Regions from separate parts of the Mus musculus genome. Here regions 1, 2 and 4 are each linked to region 3. Evidence: chromatin contacts called from public promoter capture Hi-C data. All regions are on one chromosome and are shown on one strand. Each heading gives the region's core, a stretch centred on a gene start, on an enhancer-like site or on the middle of the called end of the contact. The rest is flanking DNA. Distances are from core to core; before and after follow the strand shown. Region 1 holds the start of Ephb6 (Eph receptor B6). Region 2 holds the start of Zyx (zyxin). Region 3 holds the start of Ssbp1 (single-stranded DNA binding protein 1). Region 4 holds the start of Epha1 (Eph receptor A1).

The links. Promoter capture Hi-C pulls out the DNA fragments that hold promoters and counts their contacts. Capture Hi-C pulls out chosen DNA fragments and counts their contacts.
Region 1: a promoter capture Hi-C map of the HPC-7 cell line shows a contact between it and region 3, with 4 times the contacts expected there. The contact joins the promoter of Ephb6 here to the promoter of Ssbp1 in region 3. A contact is called at or near these places in 5 of 39 promoter capture datasets (the HPC-7 cell line, embryonic stem cells, hippocampal neurons and 2 more) and 2 of 484 Hi-C or Micro-C datasets (CD4 T cells and uterus).
Region 2: a promoter capture Hi-C map of liver shows a contact between it and region 3, with 4 times the contacts expected there. The contact joins the promoter of Zyx here to the promoter of Ssbp1 in region 3. A contact is called at or near these places in 3 of 39 promoter capture datasets (embryonic stem cells, liver and pre-B cells), 3 of 484 Hi-C or Micro-C datasets (CD4 T cells, CD8 T cells and the G1E-ER4 cell line) and 2 of 9 other capture datasets (adipose tissue and liver).
Region 4: a promoter capture Hi-C map of liver shows a contact between it and region 3, with 2.8 times the contacts expected there. The contact joins the promoter of Epha1 here to the promoter of Ssbp1 in region 3. A contact is called at or near these places in 4 of 39 promoter capture datasets (the HPC-7 cell line, embryonic stem cells and liver) and 2 of 115 datasets of contacts at active chromatin or transcription factors (astrocytes and pancreatic cancer cells).

The regions. Positions count from the first base shown.
Region 1 is chr6:41,604,075-41,606,774 of GRCm38.p6, forward strand. Ephb6 (Eph receptor B6) reads left to right here and starts at 1,437. Exons shown (of 18, transcript NM_001146351.2): 1 at 1,437-1,746.
Region 2 is chr6:42,348,395-42,351,094 of GRCm38.p6, forward strand. Zyx (zyxin) reads left to right here and starts at 1,434. Exons shown (of 10, transcript NM_011777.3): 1 at 1,434-1,725; 2 at 1,863-2,082; 3 at 2,552-2,700. The coding sequence starts at 1,875.
Region 3 is chr6:40,470,134-40,472,833 of GRCm38.p6, forward strand. It overlaps Ssbp1 (single-stranded DNA binding protein 1), which reads left to right and starts at 1,282. Exons shown (of 6, transcript NM_028358.2): 1 at 1,282-1,326; 2 at 1,938-2,000. The coding sequence starts at 1,977.
Region 4 is chr6:42,371,824-42,374,523 of GRCm38.p6, forward strand. Epha1 (Eph receptor A1) reads right to left here and starts at 1,445. Exons shown (of 18, transcript NM_023580.4): 1 at 1,303-1,445; 2 at 352-419. The coding sequence starts at 1,387. All of the region lies in intron 2 of 2010310C07Rik (RIKEN cDNA 2010310C07 gene), which reads left to right.

The sequences.
Region 1 (2,700 bases), core at 187-2,686, 1.1 Mb after region 3:
ACCAGTGTAATTGAAGTTTTAATGAGGTCCAAATGCAGGTCATTAAACTTAATCAGGCTTATTAATTGATCCTCGATATTATGAGCGAACAACCTCCTGTCCAAGTAGGGACTCGTTATTTGTCTTTATCTTTCTATCACTCATTCAGCCAATTCATTAACGACTGTTTCTCTCGCAGTACCTCAAGGAGTTTCATTGTTTGGTTTCTTGTGCATGTTGGCTCATAGTCTCTTTCACAATTTTCATTGGTTTCTAAATGTTCTTTAAGTACCAGTTATGATCAGCCCATAAGCAGCTAGCTAGTACTTTCATAAGGATGCCTTTGAATAAGTGAAAGGGGGTATAAGATGGGACAGGGTAATAGGGGCGAAGGGGTGTGCAGATTTCACAGGATACCTGTTCTCCCTCAAAGAACCAGCAGGTGGTAGCAACACTTCGTGCGAAGGCTGCAGCCCTGCTCCGCGGGACCTAAACAATAGACCCCCACAAACCAGTACTCTAGTTTAGAAATGGTTAGGGCTGGGTAGAAACTCTTCTCCCTAGTAGCAAGCTCGCTCTGTTCCGCCCCTGCATCCAGGTACCGACTGAGTGGACCTTCTACGGCCTCTCATCACTGTGGGATGGTACTCTGCGGAGCGCGCGCCAGGGAGGTGGCACCTAGACTGGGTGCAGCGACTTGTCCAAGCCAGGTCTGCGCCAGGCACAGACATCGGACTTCCCGGACTCCGCCCCAGGCTTCCCTGCCTTTGAGGCGGTTGAAGGTTCAATTCAGAGGCCCCATCGCTGACCCAGATTCAAGGCACAGAAACAGATACAAGTCTGAAGCTAGCACAGGGACCTTTTCCTTCCCAGACGCTTGCACTGTCTCTGGTTGTTCTGCCCTCCCGTGCTCCCAAGACTTGTTTCTCCTTCCACCTCCTCCTTTTTTTTTTTTTTTTTTTCTTTTTTCTTTTTTCTGCTCACGCCCACCTCAGTTCAATCCAGAGTAGAAGCCCCACTGGTTTAGTTCCTAGAGTTAAAGAAGAGAAAGGGAGGAGCCATAGGCGCAGCGCCTGGGCTTCAGCCTGGCCATCAGCTGCCAGCCAGTAGCGCTTTGCTCCGCTGATGCTCGGGCGCGAGCTACAGGGTTTTAAACACGCCTCGCAGCGGCGCCCACTGGCCGCCTCCTCCCGGACCCTAACTCGTGCGGTCCTCCTGCCCACGTCCCCTCCGCCCGCCAGGACCTGCGGGAGGAGGCCGACCCTCCTCGGCACACGGGCGGGCCCAAGGCGCGCCCAGCGTCTCCACTGCACGCCCCGCTGGGGATCCGGCGCCGCGCACTTGGGTCCTAGGCCCAGAGGGCGGGCTCGGCTCCCGGAAGAGGAGAGCGAGAGCGGCTGAAGGGGCTGGAGAGGGGCGGGCCAGGCTGGGAGAGACGAGAGGGGGCGGGCCCGGCTGCGTTCGCCCAGCTAGCGCTGGGGAGCAGCGGGCGTCCGAACCCGAGACCACAGCTCAGCGACTCCGATCGTGACACCGGCCCCCGCACGATTCCCCAGGGCCCCGCCTAGGGAGCAGTCCCTGCTTGCAGCCTTGGGTCCTCTCCCAGAATCCCAGAGACTCTAAGCTGCGAGCAGACGCGGGCCCCTGGGAAGCGAGGTCCCCAGACCAGAGAGGACACGCGCGACGCTAGGAAAGATCTGCGAGGTGCAGATCCACCGCGGGGGCCTCGGGGGGCGCAGACCTGCAGAGCTGGAGGCCGGCGGGAAGGTGAGCCCGGGATTTGGGAGGTCGGAGGGTACTGTGTCTGGAGAGTAAGGGATTAAGGTTTGCAAAGTAGAGGATCTCTCTAGCCTGGGCCTATGCACACCCTGGATGGGGGTCTTTTATGGGGGAGTACTGGGTATAGCTCTCCAAGGCGAGAGTAGGTTTCTGAGAGACTGCCCCTTCATCCATGCTCTTTATTCTGTGTGTCCTGGGTATTAAAATTCTTCCATCACGTTTCCATCGACCCTCCTGTGCCTGTGACTTGGTGTGTGTGTGTGGGGAGGGGGGTAACCTCACAAAGGTCAGGCTCCCAGCATTCAGAAAAGGTTTGTCCATGCCTCTGACTCCTGTGGCATCTCTCCAATCCCCTCGCTGCAGGGTGGAGCTGGCAGGGGCAAGGGGCAATCGACATCTACAGCCCCCTTAAGCCTGGAAATAGAGGCTTGGAATTTGAGCCCCAACCGTAAGCACGCCCCCTCCAGTGGCAAACAAAGTATCCTGCTTGCTCCTGCCCCAGCTCCACCCCCTCTATGCATCTGGGTGCTTGGCCCAGCCTGCCTCTGCCCCTGCCCACTGATCTTGGCCGTCTGGCACCCTCTCTCCTCCCATCCCTGGGGGAACTGGCAGGGGACCAGCATAGCTGATGTTGTAATATCCCTGGCAGTGCCCATGTAGAAGTGCTGCCCAGCCTGTTCCCAATCAGTTAACTCAGGCCCTCCACCCATCAGGGGAACTTGACTCAGGTGGCTCTGGAAGGGAAGATGATGCTTCTCAAAGGAGAGACCAGTGGGAGTGACTGGTAGGGCTGTTGAGAGTCCTTGGAGGCTGAGCCAGTAATAGGACATTTAGGGACTGAATCTTGCTCATAGCAACTATGGACCCTTGAAAGCTGTGAGCCTTTTGTCTTGAAGGAAGATTGCCATGAGTGCCCCAGTGTACCTACCTAATGACGTATGG
Region 2 (2,700 bases), core at 184-2,683, 1.9 Mb after region 3:
ATCTCCTAAGACACAGTAAACCTGCCTGGCAAGCTAGAAGGGAGCATGTGAGAGAAAGCTGCCTAGGTTAACTGGCTGGAAATTTCCGTTGTTTTCCAGGCTGGAACTTGGAAGTAATACTGAGAACTATATAGAATTTTCAGGCATGGCATGTTATTTATCTCTTCACATAAAGCAGCAGGCAAACGAACTAAATGCCATCCCTTTTACAATGGAGGCAATGAAACCGAATGAATGAAAAATCTTGTCCACTGAGTTGGAAACCAGGCTCCCTGACCTCACGGAGTTTCTCCATCTTTGCCAACAGGGTTAATTAACTCTGACCTGAGTGCAACCCTTGGGGCCGTCTTTTCAGGTAACATCCCCCAGTTTCTTATCCTAGGTTCATGGGGTTAGTTTGCATGCCCCTAAAGCATAGCTCAAGGACATATACTGACCAACCATACTGGACAGTAGGGTGCAGCAGATGGGGAGCGCCAAGGTTTGGAGCCTCAGCCAGGGATGACAGGGCGAAACCAAAGGAAGCACCGAGGGTTGGATATTGGACTAGAGGCTCTAGCTCGTAACTCTATAATTTGGACGAAGTTTCCGTGTGTTGTTTAAAAAAAAAAAAAGAAGAAGAAGAAGAAGATCGGAAGGGAAAGATGCAAGATTAAGAAAGTAAGAAAAGCAGACACCAGCTTAGTCATATCTCTTTCATGTAGCCTGGGGCAGTCTCAGGCTGAGGAATCTGGTAGGACCAGTGGGGGGCTCCACCGAGCTTTGTCCCGGGGCGCGCTGACAACCCAAAGACTCTTGAGGGACTGGGAAAGGCTTGCTGAAGGGATCCTCAAGGACTAGTCCCCGGGGGCTATTTGGGTCTTCCTAGGTTGTCTGACCACTCGCCCTGACTTCGCCCTTGTACCTCCATTCCTGGACTCAAAGCACTGGACTCTTGTCCCCGGGGCAATACTATTGCAGGCGGGTCTAGGGCAAAGCGAATTCCTAGAAGCCTTAAGAGGCTGCCTAGCTCAGGAAGTTAGCATTCCCCCAGCTTAGGCTCCTGCTCACACACTAGTGGGTTACAGAAGGCCGGCCTGGGAGCCAAGTGCCCGCAGGGCCAACGTCCCTTCACCATCCCCCGCCCACCCAGGAGTACAGTTCCATCCCAGTCCTGCGTTCCGGGACTGACCACAGGACACGTGGGACGCGGAGCTGAAGCTGCAGGGAGGGGCGGGGTCGGTCAATGGCAGGCAGGCCCGGGGTGCGCGACTGAGCTGCTTCAGGACCGCTGGGATTACTAGCCAGCCTGCTCAGCCTGGAGTGCGGACAGTGAGTCAGTTCTCCAGCACTCGCGGGTCGGGAGGAGGGAGGTGGGGTAGGTGGCAGGTCAGGAAATGACATCAGAGGCCTGTGCTGGGGAAGGGTGGTCTGTGCCCGGCGGGGGCGGTGGTGAGTAGGGAGGCCGCAGGCGGACCTTTGCAGAGCCTGGAGCCCGGGGCAGGACCTGGGCCCCTTCCTGGGGGAGTTTCCTGTCGGGTCCTCCCTCCCCGGTCTCTCCCCGCCCCCTCTCCGGGCCGCTCCTTGTATGGTCTGGGCGCCGCTCTCTCCCCGCCCCCTCCCTCCCTTCCCGTGCACGACGTCCCTCCCCGCTTGGCTAGAAGCGGCTCCGGACCGGGACGCAGAGTCCGCGGACTCGGCGCCGAGGCGGTCATCCGAGACGCGCCTCTCACGCTCCTGCGCGCGGTGAGGAGCGGGGAGAAGCTCCGCCGCCCCGGGAAGGGGACGCGGGGAGGCGCGGGTGGGGTCACCGAGGGGCGCTTAGACCGAGGAGTGTCAGTCCGACACCGCTCTGCGTAACCTGACGACCCCACCCCCTGCAGCCCGGCCTGGCCATGGCGGCCCCCCGCCCGCCTCCCGCGATCTCCGTCTCCGTCTCGGCCCCCGCGTTTTACGCCCCGCAGAAGAAGTTCGCCCCGGTTGTGGCCCCAAAGCCCAAAGTGAATCCTTTCCGGCCTGGGGACAGCGAGCCTCCTGTAGCAGCCGGGGCCCAAAGAGCGCAGATGGGTCGGGTGGGCGAGATCCCACCACCACCCCCGGAAGGTATGCGGCTGGGATTGGGGGCCCTGATCTTTCTCGGGCGCCAGGGGTGGGGGTCGGTGGTTTGGGGAATTTGGGGTTGTCTGAAAAGGCTGTTGCGGAGGGGGCTGGGCGCTGGGTGGCTACCCTGTCCTGAGCAGATGTTCTTACCTCATCTTGGAGCTCCTGGCTGGGAGCCAGGACCCTTGGGACTGTTCCAAGTCTCCCGCCTGGGGGTAGGAGGCGGGAATGTGGGCCAGGAATCTTCCCCTCTGGATCCGTTCTCTGAAGTGTAACGGGAGCTGCACGGTTCTTCAACCTGGCTCGTTCTCACTCGACCTGCTTCGCCCAGGGCATCCTGAGCCCCTCGTTATGGTCTGCACACACTCTTGGGATGCAGGAAAGAGTTCTTGGATTAGGGGTTAAAGCAGTCGTCTGAGGAGAGGAGGAAAGAGGGTCGGTACTGATAGCCTTTTCTCTCCTTCCTACCCAGACTTTCCTTTGCCCCCTCCTCCCCTTATTGGGGAGGGCGACGACTCAGAGGGTGCCCTGGGAGGTGCCTTCCCACCTCCACCTCCCCCGATGATCGAGGAACCATTCCCCCCTGCTCCTCTGGAGGAGGACATCTTCCCCTCCCCTCCA
Region 3 (2,700 bases), core at 32-2,531:
CTTGTTGCCTTGGGTTCCTTAATTTGTAGGATTCATAAGTGCGTTACTTCACTAGGGCCAGGATTAGGGTAAACAACATAGGATTTAGAGGAGCAAAAGAAAGTCAGCAATCAAAAGAAAAGATGTCTCAATGCAGTATTTTGGAAATGTTAAAACTAAGAAATTTTACTATGAACATGATATTACCAAATACAAGATCAACAAGCTTAAGTTACTTGAGATTGTTTAAGACTGTCACTGAGTGCTGGATGTGATGGCACATGCCTTTAATCACAGCACTAGGGAGGTAGATGCAGCAAGGGGAATCTCTGGGAGTTAGAGACAAGCCTGGTCTGGTCTACATGAGATCCAAGTTTCAGGCCAGCCAGGGATACACAGCGAGACAGTGTCTTTTTTCTTTTCTCTTTCTCTCTCTCTCTCTCTCTCTCTCTCTCTCTCTCTCTCTCTCTCTTTCTTTCTTTTAAGCTTTTCCATCTAGAATAACTGCCAAAGATGTAGAATTGAAACACAAAATGAAAAAAAAAAATCTAAAAAATACTGATCAGTTTCTTTCTATAAAAGTAAAATCTTAATTACACTTTGCTTTAAAATAAAGCAACGTTTTGACTTTTAACACTTCTTCAAAATGTTTTGGAATTTCATAAACTTTTAATGTTTTAGGGAAAACATATATACAAATACATAATATAAGGGCGCATTTCTCTTGTGCCTTAGGCACAGTTTGGGACCGGTACTTAATAAAGATGTTAAAAATTTTGCTCCTCACGTGTTTCTTGAATTTTTTGACTTAACATGTTAACATATCTAGATCACCGAGGTTTTGACAGCAATTAATTCTTCAGTCTTACTGCATTAGGAGACTTGTGTCGGTTTTAGTTCCTCCAGGGGCTCAAATATGTTTTATTTCACCTACCTCACTCCCTTTCCCAGGCTGGGAACATCAAATAATTTCAATTTAGGGCTGGGAATAGAGTTCTGGCCAGAGTTTGGTTAGCCAGTGCGGGGCCACTACCGGAGCGAGGGTGGAGATCAGGAAAAACAAAACAAAACAAAAAACCCCAACAACCAAACTAAACCAAACCAAACAACAAAAAAACAAAACCAAAATCGTAAAACTACCCACAGGTGGCATCGTTGATCCGCCCACTTCCGCCTGGACAGAAGTTCCTGGCACTTCTAAATTGAGGGGTCGTGTTTCCGGCGACATCAGCCGGCGGCATTTCAACGACGCACTTCAGAGATTTCCTGTCTTTCCTTGCATCTCGCGAGCTTTGCGGGCTCCGTGCGCCGGAAGCGAGCCGCTGGCGGTCGGGCTCTGCGTGTCCGGTGAGGGAGGGGAGAAGGCTGGCACGAAGTTGTGTTTCCCGAGTGCACGGGCGCGTGCGGGGCTCGGGAGGAGTTGTGCGGCTCCTCGCTGGAGTCCGAGTGTCCCCCGCCGTTCCCTGTGCTGCTCGCGAGCGCCACTTTGGGGGAAGAGCAGCCTCTTGCCCCCGCGGCGAGGCTGGGGAGCCGGGCTTACTCAGCGCTAACGGGGACGAAGGCACTGATTTGCGTCCTTTCGGAGTAGCGTTTACTGTGCCCGCACTGTTTGTAGAGACAGTTTTAGGGGTCTAGAATAACAGAACAAGTTGGAAAAAAAAATGTCCGAGACAACTTCTATTGTAAAGAAATCTAGCAGACAATGGATTGCAAGTGAGAACAGGTTTTTCCCCTCTTTTCTGCTGGTTGAGACCCAGAACCACAGAGTTTCTTTTGTCTCGCTCAGTTTTTGTTTTCAAAAAGAAAGGAACTCCCCACACGTGCAAAAAATGCGGTTGCAAATTGGGTGCACGAGAAGCTGGACGCGCTTAGGATTTAGGACTAGAGAGCATGTGTGTTCTTGATGGATACTGTAGTTTCTTGATTTATCATTTTTCTCTTTTCTTTCTTTCCTTTAGGAAAAGCCTAAAGATTAGGTTGTAAGAAAAACAGAAGCCATGTTTCGAAGACCTGTGTTACAGGTAGTCACTTTTCTACATTAGTGAGTGCTCCAACCGTGTTTCCATAGTCTATAGCCATGTTTTGTTTTGTTGCTTTTCGATTTTGCATACATAAGCACGAGATTCTTACGCCTATCCAGCGTGTTCTATGTGTTTATTTGATGTGGGAGATTCAGAAGGGATTTTGTGTGTGTGTGTGTTTATGTGTGTGTGAAGCTCATAATGTTTACTGAATCAAAAATGATTTTTAAAGTGTATTCGCATATGTAGTACACCTCATGAATTTAATTTAGTAAATATTTGTTACCAGTGCTTAGATCAGAGTATTCATTTAATTATGTAAGTTATTATTATCATTTTTGTTTTGCTGTTTTTGAGACAGCCACTCATAGTTAAGACTATCTTGAGACTCACTGTTAGGCTGAGATGACCAAGAACCTTCCTCCTCCTGCTTCTACTTTGTCACCGATGGTATTTCAGGCCTGCCCCATCGCACCTGATTTCTTCTAACCTTGTCCCATATGGCTCTGGTCTTTTATGACCTTCTGGCCCCTCTCCTCCCCACTCCCATCTTGCTATCCAGAGAGCAGAGCTCACTTCTTGCCACAAATTCATGACCATTCTGCAATCTAGTCGGGTGTCCTCTACTCTAGCCAGCCTTAAGCAGGCCTTAATTACCATTTTTCCTCAGTGTGGCACGTGGGTACCAAGTCTTGTAAAT
Region 4 (2,700 bases), core at 195-2,694, 1.9 Mb after region 3:
ACTCCACTGTAAGGAACGGAGCTGAGACTGGGGCATGCTTTCCAGGTGTCTCAGCTCTCATCCAGCCTTCCTTAGCATAGGCATACTCTCCCTGGGAGTCGAGAGCTCATACCCCCACCCCCAACCCTATGGTAGGAGGGTGAGGGAGTAGCGATAGTCCCACTGAGTGGAGTTTGACACCCCCCAGCTCCCTAGGAGTACCATTCAGGAGCCTCTGACTCAGCTCCCCTCCCCCTCTTTGAGGAGACACTTCCAGTTTTTCCTGCTCTTTTCTGTTCCTCCACCCACCTCTCCACCCCATTTCCCACTGGCCTTCAAACTTGAACTTTCCCAGGTCCTTCAAATACTTACCCCAGTCTCTGGGGGATCCAGAAGCCAGCCCAGCTCTCCTTGTGCTGTGCTTGTGTCCATTAGAGTGACTGAATGGGGGAGAAAAGAACGATGTCATCCCTGGGGTGGTGGTACCCAACTCCCTACACTGGGTATTCTGGGACTCCCCAGTCCGAGGCTGCCCAGAACGTCTTCCTAACAGTGTGACATCCTGAGGCAGAGGAGAAAGGCAGAGTGGGGCAAGGGCTGGGGGACTGGTGCCTGAACCAGAGTCAGGACGGCAAGCGTTGGAAGAGCAACCCCAGACGTGGCACCCACGGAGCCCTGGAGAACATCTGCAAGGATGCCGTGGGCGGACGTCAGGGAAGCTAAGCCTTTGTAGTCCTGAGTGGGACCCTGGCAGGGGGATCCTGCTGGATTTTGACTCCAGTTGTCAGTGGCCTGCTCTGGTAGGTGAGGGTAGAGGAGGTGGGGCCTTAGGTGAAGCTATGATTTTGGGAAGTGGGAGGGGCATGGACAGAGTGTGCAAAACTTTAGGTGGAAGATTGGACCCCTACACCTAGCAATCCCAAAAGTTCTAATCCTTCCACCACTGGAGGATTATTTGTGCTCCGGTTAGGCTGGCAGAAGGAGGCTTTCCGCCTCAGACTTCTGAGTGCTGCTGCAAAGTCAGGGGTGGGCATTTGGAGGGTCCCATGATGCTGCAGTAGGAATGCAGCTTCCTGGCTGTGGTCAGGAACTCCCTCTCCAACCGCAGCAAATAGTGCTGGCCAACAGAGTAGGGGTGACTGATCCCGTGGGCAGGAGTCTGGGGTTAAAGACCAAAGATTGGCCTGGCCAATCGATCTTCCCGCTACTGGGGAGAAGCCAGGGAGAAGTAGTGGGGCTCGGGGAAGAGGGCCTCCTCAGGAATGCCGGCTCTTGCAGGCTGCTGCCCGTCAGCCGGGAAAGGGAGAGGGCGGGGGTCGGTACCTTCCTCGGCGCGCGCCCCCGGGGGCAGCGGGGCGCAGAGCAGCAGCAGCAGCAATGCAAGCCCCAGGGGCCAGCGCCGCTCCATGGCGCCGGCCGGGACCTGGGACCACGGCCCCTACGGCTGGGCCAGGTCGCGAGGGACTGGGCGATCCAGGCCGGCTAGGCGGGGGCGGAGGGCGGGGCCAGATGAGGGGCGGGGCCTCAGCCTCACCTGGTTCACCTTCTTAAAGGGACAGGAGGACAGGAAGGAAACTTGTTAGACAGGTAATAAACTTTAAAACCTGGAGGCGTCTTGGTTGGAATGAGACTGAAGGCGCCGCCTAGTGGGTGTTGCTAGGAATTGACTAGACAGACATTCTTAAATGTATCCTAAACCCAACCCAGTTTTGATCCAGCTTTCAATCGAATTCAGCTTGACTTAAAAAAGATCTCCGTTTTACTCCCTTTCTTTTCTGTGGACTCGAGACTTGTCATGCTCACTTGGAAATTTAGGAGTGGGAGACATTCCTTCATCCTGTTCGGCTTCGATGACAACCATGCAAATTGGTACAATCCTTAACAAAGTCAGGAGTAATCCTCAGGGGGGGGGGGGGGGGAAGCTGGCGTGACCAGGGTGTTTAGTGGCAGAGAAAGATTGAGATTGAGAAAGGCCTGCAGGCAGGGAGCCTCAAGGTGTGCTCAGGGAGTGGTACATGGACCAGTTTGACTGCTGGGGCACAGCATTTGTCTTGGGAGCCAGGGCAGAAAGACAGGTGTGGACCAGAACCGGGAAGGTTTTGGTAAACAGGAGGAGGAGTTTGAACTTTGCCTTATACCCACGGTGCAGACACGGGGACCTGGGGAGCATTTCCAGTACAGTTTTAGTGAAGAGGTGGCAGCTCTGGGCTCTCTCTTTGGGACTGCCTCCCATCCTACTTAATAGATGTCTGTTCAGCTTTCACTATGTATGTGTTTTAAGCTCAGAGACAGTAAAGTACTTATCCTAAACAAATTACTTGTCTGAAGAGGGCTAGGGGGTAGGGGGAGCTGAAGTCAGCACACAGATGACTATAAGGTAAGCAGGGCGGAACCCCAAAGAGATGAAAACAGGCTAGCAGTGTGAGCTATGCAGCCACTCATGGCTCCAGTCCCTGGGGCCCCTCTTTTTCATCCTTTTCTGGCTTCACCCCATTAATATGACTCACGCATATCTTTTTACCATTTAAATTGTTGCATATTTTGGTCATTGTACTGGAGGGGAAGTGGTAGATCGTAGATACTATTAGAATTAATGCTTCTTCTTATTTTCCATTTTAAAAAAATATATAAGTATTGGTAGATAAATATGATCCCTAATTTCTTGACCTACCCTACTCTTGTTGACATAAATAAGTAAATGTAATATATAATAGTCATTGG